Linked DNA regions of Bombyx mori: region 2 is linked to region 1. The links are chromatin contacts, called in public Hi-C maps. All regions are on one chromosome and are shown on one strand. Each heading gives the region's core, a stretch centred on a gene start, on an enhancer-like site or on the middle of the called end of the contact. The rest is flanking DNA. Distances are from core to core; before and after follow the strand shown.

What was found. A called contact is a pair of places that touch in the nucleus more often than the background predicts.
Region 2: a contact with region 1 is called in a Hi-C map of middle silk gland, with 2.0 times the contacts expected there. The contact joins the enhancer-like site here to the promoter of LOC101743100 in region 1. A contact is called at or near these places in 2 of 7 Hi-C or Micro-C datasets (middle silk gland and whole pupa).

What each region holds. Positions count from the first base shown.
Region 1 is chr19:11,335,984-11,339,605 of ASM3026992v2, forward strand. LOC101743100 (protein SPMIP1) reads left to right here and starts at 2,025. Exons shown (of 3, transcript XM_004922401.4): 1 at 2,025-2,311; 2 at 2,691-2,872. The coding sequence starts at 2,156. LOC101742670 (WD repeat-containing protein 91) reads left to right here. Exons shown (of 4, transcript XM_062674098.1): 4 at 1,209-1,524. The coding sequence ends at 1,439.
Region 2 is chr19:11,417,573-11,421,194 of ASM3026992v2, forward strand. It overlaps LOC101739626 (dnaJ homolog subfamily C member 13), which reads left to right. Exons shown (of 39, transcript XM_062674100.1): 29 at 1,478-1,696; 30 at 2,559-2,691. Among protein-coding and RNA genes, the nearest start is that of LOC101739626, 33 kb to the left of the region's middle. Within about 2 kb of position 1,554, at least 3 of the 8 cell types and tissues checked have open chromatin away from gene starts, as enhancers often do.

The DNA of each region.
Region 1 (3,622 bases), core at 775-3,274:
GGTACAAAGTGGTTACCAGTGCCCGTAGACGTTATAACGTGAATATTACTACCCACGTTGAGATAGAAGGTCGAAATAGAAGCTCGGTCTAAATTATTGTATTTTATGAAGACAACTTATTTAATCATCGATTTTGTACTCTAGAAGTTGATTCTAGTGTTTCTCAGGGCCCCTCTCCTCATTTCTTTCTCTATACTGTATTTCGAGTCCTCTGTTCGACTGATCTTCGTGACTTTTGTGCAATAGACAACGCCTTGGATTTTTCTGATATAATAGAATTAAAATTTATAACAATTTCTACAACTGTCATCCGCCCGCCGAGATAATGGGGTCGATAACTAATGGCTCCTCTTCACAATCGGCCATGATGGGCGATTATAGAAACTCACGATAGTGTAGAGGGCATAAATGTCTGTGATCGACCATCATCGCGTATGATCGTGCGCAATAGGCGTTGTGTCGGTAGATCAAAGGAATGATGGCCCATGATTGTGTGAGCGTCCACACCATCGCCGATTAGTCAGGATGTAGTTGTCTCGAGTGTGTGTCAATTGTGTCGACTACAAAACTATGGTTGCGTGGACCTTGTTTTGTTCCGATTGATAGCCACCACCCACTTCTCTTCCTCCATCTTTTTTATAGTTATCGGTAGGCAGCGGCTTGGCTCTACACCTAGCATTGCTGAAGTCCATGGGCGACGATAACCACTCACCATCAGGTATATTCGTCTGTCTACAAGGGCAATAAAAAAAAGAGTTTTCACGATTCTGTTTTCGCGCACAATAACTAAATGACTATATGAGCTAACTAAAAATATTGCCGCAGCCGCGATCCCCTCGATTTCCATCATCGATACCTAGACGCCTTAACATATCAGTAGACAGTCAGTAAATGAACGTTTACGATTGTGTGGAGAGTTGCCCGATTATGGCGGCGATGATGGACGATCATTTGTTAGCCCATCATGGCCGATTGTGAAGAGGAGCCATGAGTATCTATAATCGCCCATCATGGCCGATTATGAAGAGAAGCCATTAGTTGACATAAACATGACATGACAAGCTATTACCGCTTTTTTTATTTATTTTTTAAATTCAGTGCCACTCTTTAAGTTACATCATCCGTACAATCACGAACGTAATTGATTGAGCGGCAAGACAGTGCTTGGACACTTAGCGATAATAATGTGTTCGAAAATAATTTTTTAGACGCTACAACAACAACCTATGGATAAGACATCTCCGACCACTCATCAATCGCGCCTTAGTCAGTATGCGGAGCGTCTTAGTGGCACGGCACCCCTCGTGGACGACTTCTGCGCGGTACCGTCCGAACAGCTGGACAGCACGCGAGAAGCCAGGGGCCTACGGAGCTTATTACGAATGGGAAATACACCAGTCATGGGAAGGAAAGCGGCCAGATCACAAAGCCAGAATTAATTGACTGTAAAAATTTTGCTGGGCTTGCAATCTGCATACCCGTCTAATGTTAATTAAAATATGGATAATAAATATATAATAAATACCCGTTTCGTTTTATATGTACATATTACTGTTTCACGGCAGAAATAGGTAGAGTGGTGGTTCCTACCCGTGCGGACTCACAAGAGGTCCTACCACCAGTAATTACGCAAATTATAATTTTGCGGGTTTGATTTTTATTACACGATGTTATTCCTTCACCGTGGGAGTCCCCGTGCTTTGTACTGCTGGGAGTGCTCTGTGAGCACGATACACGGAGAGCGGTCGGTGACCTATGCCTGGAGTGCCTTATAGCATCGACAGTGGATCGAGAGAATCGGAAAGAACACGTCTAGGGCGACGGCGGCTGTTTGTTACCCCATCATCTAGGTCGGGGATCTAACTTTCTAGTTTCAAATTAATAATGAAAATTGCTAATAAATATTCCGTCAAATACCTAATAAAGCAGCGTTAGGTTAATAAAATCGTCTTAAAAAGAGGTCTAACTTTAATTGCTTTACGATAGAACCATAAGAACCAACTCTTCTACCATAGTTTCTTCATTTGAAACAAATTTACAATAGACTAAGCATCTTTTGAGTTTTGTCAAAATTCTTGTGAGAATTATTATCATTCATGACAAAGAAAAGTAATATTATGCATTGATGAATTAAAGCATAACTGAGCTTCATAAAATGTCTTATGAATTCTACGCTGATGCCACACAGAAGTCAAAGAGGCGCGATCGGCGCTGGTACCAGGAGAACTTATTGAAAGTTCTGGAAGCGGCCAAAGAGAAACGTGTCAGAGAAATCGACACGTCCATAGCACTAGCCCATGAGCTGATAGCGGTAAAACATAAATTATTACAAATCATAATCGTGGATAGCCGTACCATCGGCGAAGAGGGCTAACTGGGTCTCTGATGCCCATGTATCAATGACACACAAAAGTTACCTAAATATTTTTGCTTCTCTCGGTCGATAAGTCTACTAACCTTTATATTATTGAGACAGTTTTTTATTTTCCAGTTAGTATTTTTTAAAACAGTCAGGGCTTTTTGTTTCATTTAACAATAAAATTTATAGAATTTTGGTAGAATTACCTATAATGCTAAATACTCTATAATACTTATTACTACTAATAATAATACTATTAATACTTGACTGTACATAAATAATTATAATTTAAACTAGAAAAATAATACATATTAAACCGGTGCGTTCTCAGAAATTAGACGAACCAGTTAAGAAACCAGTAGAAGTTCCACTGCGAGAACTAACACCAGCCGAAGACGATAGCTTAATGAAACCTATAGCACCTGAAGTTTTAGATTTGTTTTACGGAAGCAGAGACAAAGGCGCGGCCGAGAAATATTTCAAGGCGAGGAACAAACAAGCACCAGAGGAGAAGTTAGTGTGAAATTGATATATATATATCTTTTGCTTGACAACAGACAAAATTATATCTCTTTAGATAACCCAAACCCTGGGCCAGGAAGGTCATGTACCTGGGCGTTACCCTGGATGCATCGATGACATTCCGCCCGCTTATAAAATCAGTCCGTGACCGTGCCGCGTTTATTCTCGGTAGACTCTACCCCATGATCTGTAAGCGGAGTAAAATGTCCCTTCGGAACAAGGTGACACTTTACAAAACTTGCATAAGGCCCGTCATGACTTACGCGAGTGTGGTGTTCGCTCACGCGGCCCGCACACACATAGACACCCTCCAATCTCTACAATCCCGCTTTTGCAGGTTAGCCGTCGGAGCTCCGTGGTTCGTGAGGAACGTTGACCTACACGACGACCTGGGCCTCGACCTAGGTCGACGACCTAGGGCTCTAACACTAGGAGCAGGCTTAGGGACCTCGGTAACCGTACTCGTCGAACTCGACAAAGAGTTCGCCGTGCAACCTAACCCATGAATCAGCTCGCTGAGTTTCTCGCCGGATCTTCTCAGCGGGTCGCGATTCCGATCCGGTAGTAGATTCATTCGCGAAGCAGCTACTCTTGTGCTGTTAGGTCTCCTTCGGAGGCGCTCGGGTAGCTGTTAGCAAATCCCACCCCTCCTGGCTGAGCCTTTGCTCGCCCACCTGTCCTGGTGAAACTGGAAAGGCCTCCGGGCCACCAGTAATCCTTCAATCATAAAAAAAAAAACAA
Region 2 (3,622 bases), core at 304-2,803, 81 kb after region 1:
TAGAATCTACCGCCGGATCGGAAACGCGACCGACTGAGAAGATCGGACAATGTTCACTAATGACTTCTACAGTGAAGGAGTAACATCGTGTAATAGAAATCAAACCCTCAAAATTTATAATTTTCGCAATGAAGCCCACACGGGTAGGGATCACCAACCTGGGTATTTCTGCCGTGAAACTAATGCGTTTCGGATTGAAGGGTCGAGCAGCCGTTGTACTATAAAAATTGAGACTTTGAACTCATATCTCAAGGTGGGTGGCAGCACTTACATTGTTGTTATCCACGAGCTCCGGTGACCATTTAACACCAGGTTGGCCGTGAGCTCGTCCAATTATCTAAGCAATAAGAATAACTGATTTCAGCGTTATAAAAAATATCATCAATGTCTCGATGTGATTCAAAAACTAGATCCTTGTTAAAACTAAACCACATCACAAAGGCCAGCTCAAACAAACAATCGTTACAATCGGTTCATTTAGTAAATAGTTCTGAGGTAACACATAAAAATATAGTTGAATTGATAAGCCCTCCTTTTTTTAAAGTCTGCTAAAAATTATTGATACGACTTTAGATCCAGATTATTTTTTTCGTGATCTAACACTTAACCTTCTCTTCTTTATTCTATTTTTTTATATTCAATACTGTTGCACTTTTACTCTTCACTTCCAAAACTTGTTTATTATAATAATTAAAAATTAATTGACATCTTTTTACACCTTTCGCATTTAACCGTCTTCCTTTTTTCTGTCATTCTCTTATCCCTTTCTTACCGTTTTCTCTCACTCACATCTTAACGCTCCGTTCTACACTTTTTTCATACGTTCCGTTCTTACCCATCCTACATATTGTTACGCGCTGGGGTTCGGGATAAATAAAAGTTCTACCGAATTACTAATGTAATACTTTATTCACACACAACACACTAAAACACTCAACAAACACTTTAAAATTCTCAATTCGCTTTTTCCGCTTCGCTTCAGGTGATCTGTTCGCTGTTTCGCTTCGAATAATTCCGCTTAATAACTGACCGCGTGCCATCTCTGCAACGCTTTTATAGTCGATACCACATCCCTAGGATTATCGAGAATATTCCACACATCTCTAGTATTGTGTTTCCGCTATCTGACAATAAATGGCGTTACGTACAATACTTCTCGAGCGTTCTAGGTGCTACTAGATCCTTCGATATTTGTTCGAATATTCAGCGATAGATGGCGTTACTCTTACCGGCGTAACAATATTTATACTCTACCTATATATACATACTATTGGATAGTGCTTAGTTAGTAGTCCCGTGCGCTGGTCCGATCAGATTAAGACGACTTTGGACTCCAGCATCAACGTCGCTATCCACTACGCGGAGGACATGAATGAATGGAGGAACATAGTCCTAACAAAAGTGCTCCTTAAAGGTCACGACCCTCAGCACTGAGGAATACGACGCACAGAGTGCTTAGTTTTGATTTCGCTTGCAGCTCCTAAAGACTCTAACGTCGAACTGGCACACTCCGTACCTGGTGTGGGACAACAGCACGCGAGCCGAACTACAAGACGTGCTGCAGAACACCAGGGCCAACTACGAGGAGGAGGGGCCGCTGATAGCGCCCTTCACGTACTCGGCACACGCGGGCCTTCTGTCGGTCGGCGGAGTCTACATTGACATATACAACGAACAGCCTGACTTTCCTATTGAGGTAAGTACGTACGTGCGGATTACTATCTTTTTTTTCTACCTAAGCTGAGAGCCATGAGAGGCTATTTCAGCGTAACCTTAACCAGTAGGTGAGCTCACGGGGCTCAAACCTGACCACTTTGCTAACACAAACCCTAGCAAGAGCCGTGCTTCGCAGAATCTACCACCGGATCGGAAACGCGACCCACTGAGAAGATCCGGCGAGAAACTCAGTGGGCTGTGTCTGAGGGTTAATTTACTCGTCGAGCCCTTCGTCGCAAGCGACGGGTTCGACGAGAATGATGACCGGAACATTACTAGCACTGATGTTCAGCTCCACTGTTGGGCCCACGGTCGTAGATTCGAACAGTTTTGTTAGCACTTTGTCTAAATGTATGGTAACTATATACATATTATATATATATATTTAAACGTATGTATATCAGTCTTCAGTTCCAATAGTAATAATAATTCCTAGTTTGGGACAAGATGACCTTGTGTGATTCGTCGCCGGCTATGAAATTAAGTATTAAAGTAGGAGATTATGGTTGCAGTATAAATTATGAAGTAAATATCTTCAATTATTTATTTAGAATGTGTTAAATAAAAAGGTAAAACGAAAAAAAGTAAAGATCACCTTTATGGAAATGAAAAGATAATAATTGCATATTAAATGTCGATGTTCCATTATAATTCTAAATCGAAAAAGGTAGTTTCTAATCACAAAGTTTTCTTTGATATTTAAATATGTACTATTAATATTATTTTATGTCATGTAAGATATTTTAATACGTCAATTTTTTTTTGTCGTCTTGCTTTTTTCTTTTAATAATATATTTTAATTAAAAAGGTGTATTGTATTATTATAATATTTTAATTTTCAGAACCCACAACAGTTCATATTGGATCTGCTGAAATTCGTTCGGGAAGAAGTTAAAGGCGACATGACCTTGGAGCGAGTGGAGCACATAACACATGCTTTGACAGCACTCTCTAATGTCATTATTAAAAATCCAGGTATTCACAATATATGTATTGGCAACACTGCCTATTTGTGTTTTAACTCTCATAAGGACTCGCATCCAGGGCCGTAAAACAATCTCAAAAAAAAAAGAGTGTTTTAACTAAAATTTGTGATAAATTTTGATATGTTTATTATTACTATGTTATAATTTCAAAATATGTTAGAGGAAGACTGAAAGTGGCACCTCTGACGGAGAAGTTGAGAAGTGCGCGTTTGGGACGGTATGGACGTGTGATGAGACTAAAATAAGGTTGGTAAGAGAGTGTTAACTATGAACGTGGAAGGATATAGAGGAAGAGGCAGACCTAAGAAGAAATGGATGGATTGCGTGAAAGACGATATGTGTAAGAGGGGAGTGAGTGAAGATATGGTGTATGATAGAGGAATATGGAAGGAGAAAACATGTTGCGCCGACCCCGGGTGACTGGGAGAAGGACAGAAGAATGATGTTATAATTTCAAAATATTAATTTATAAAAGTTGATTAAAATTCGATTTTTTATAGCTTTTATTAAGTAACATCATAAAATATTTTTTTTAAACAAAAAAGATTTTGCTCTGAATATGATTTTAGAAAAGAATAAAAAGATTTTGCTCTGAATATGATTTTAGAAAAGAATTTTTTTTCCCTCCGGGCGGAAAGTGTCAATTTTCGTCCCGCTGTGCTAAACAAAGTTGCCGCATTCCGCCTTTGTCGGACAAAAAAATAGTATACAGCCCTTGGAAAGTAAAAAAGTAAACCTTAGATTACATGTTTGTCGACCTCGGCTTCCTTCGGCCTTATCTTATTTTTATTCCCAAGGGGTTTGGGGAGGTTTAGACGACAAAGGGAAGATTTTCCACCGAGCGGGTCATATTTGCTCGGTAGACCGACGGTCCGAATGTTGTCGTTCGGAACTTGTATATATGTAAGCTTGTCTTGAAA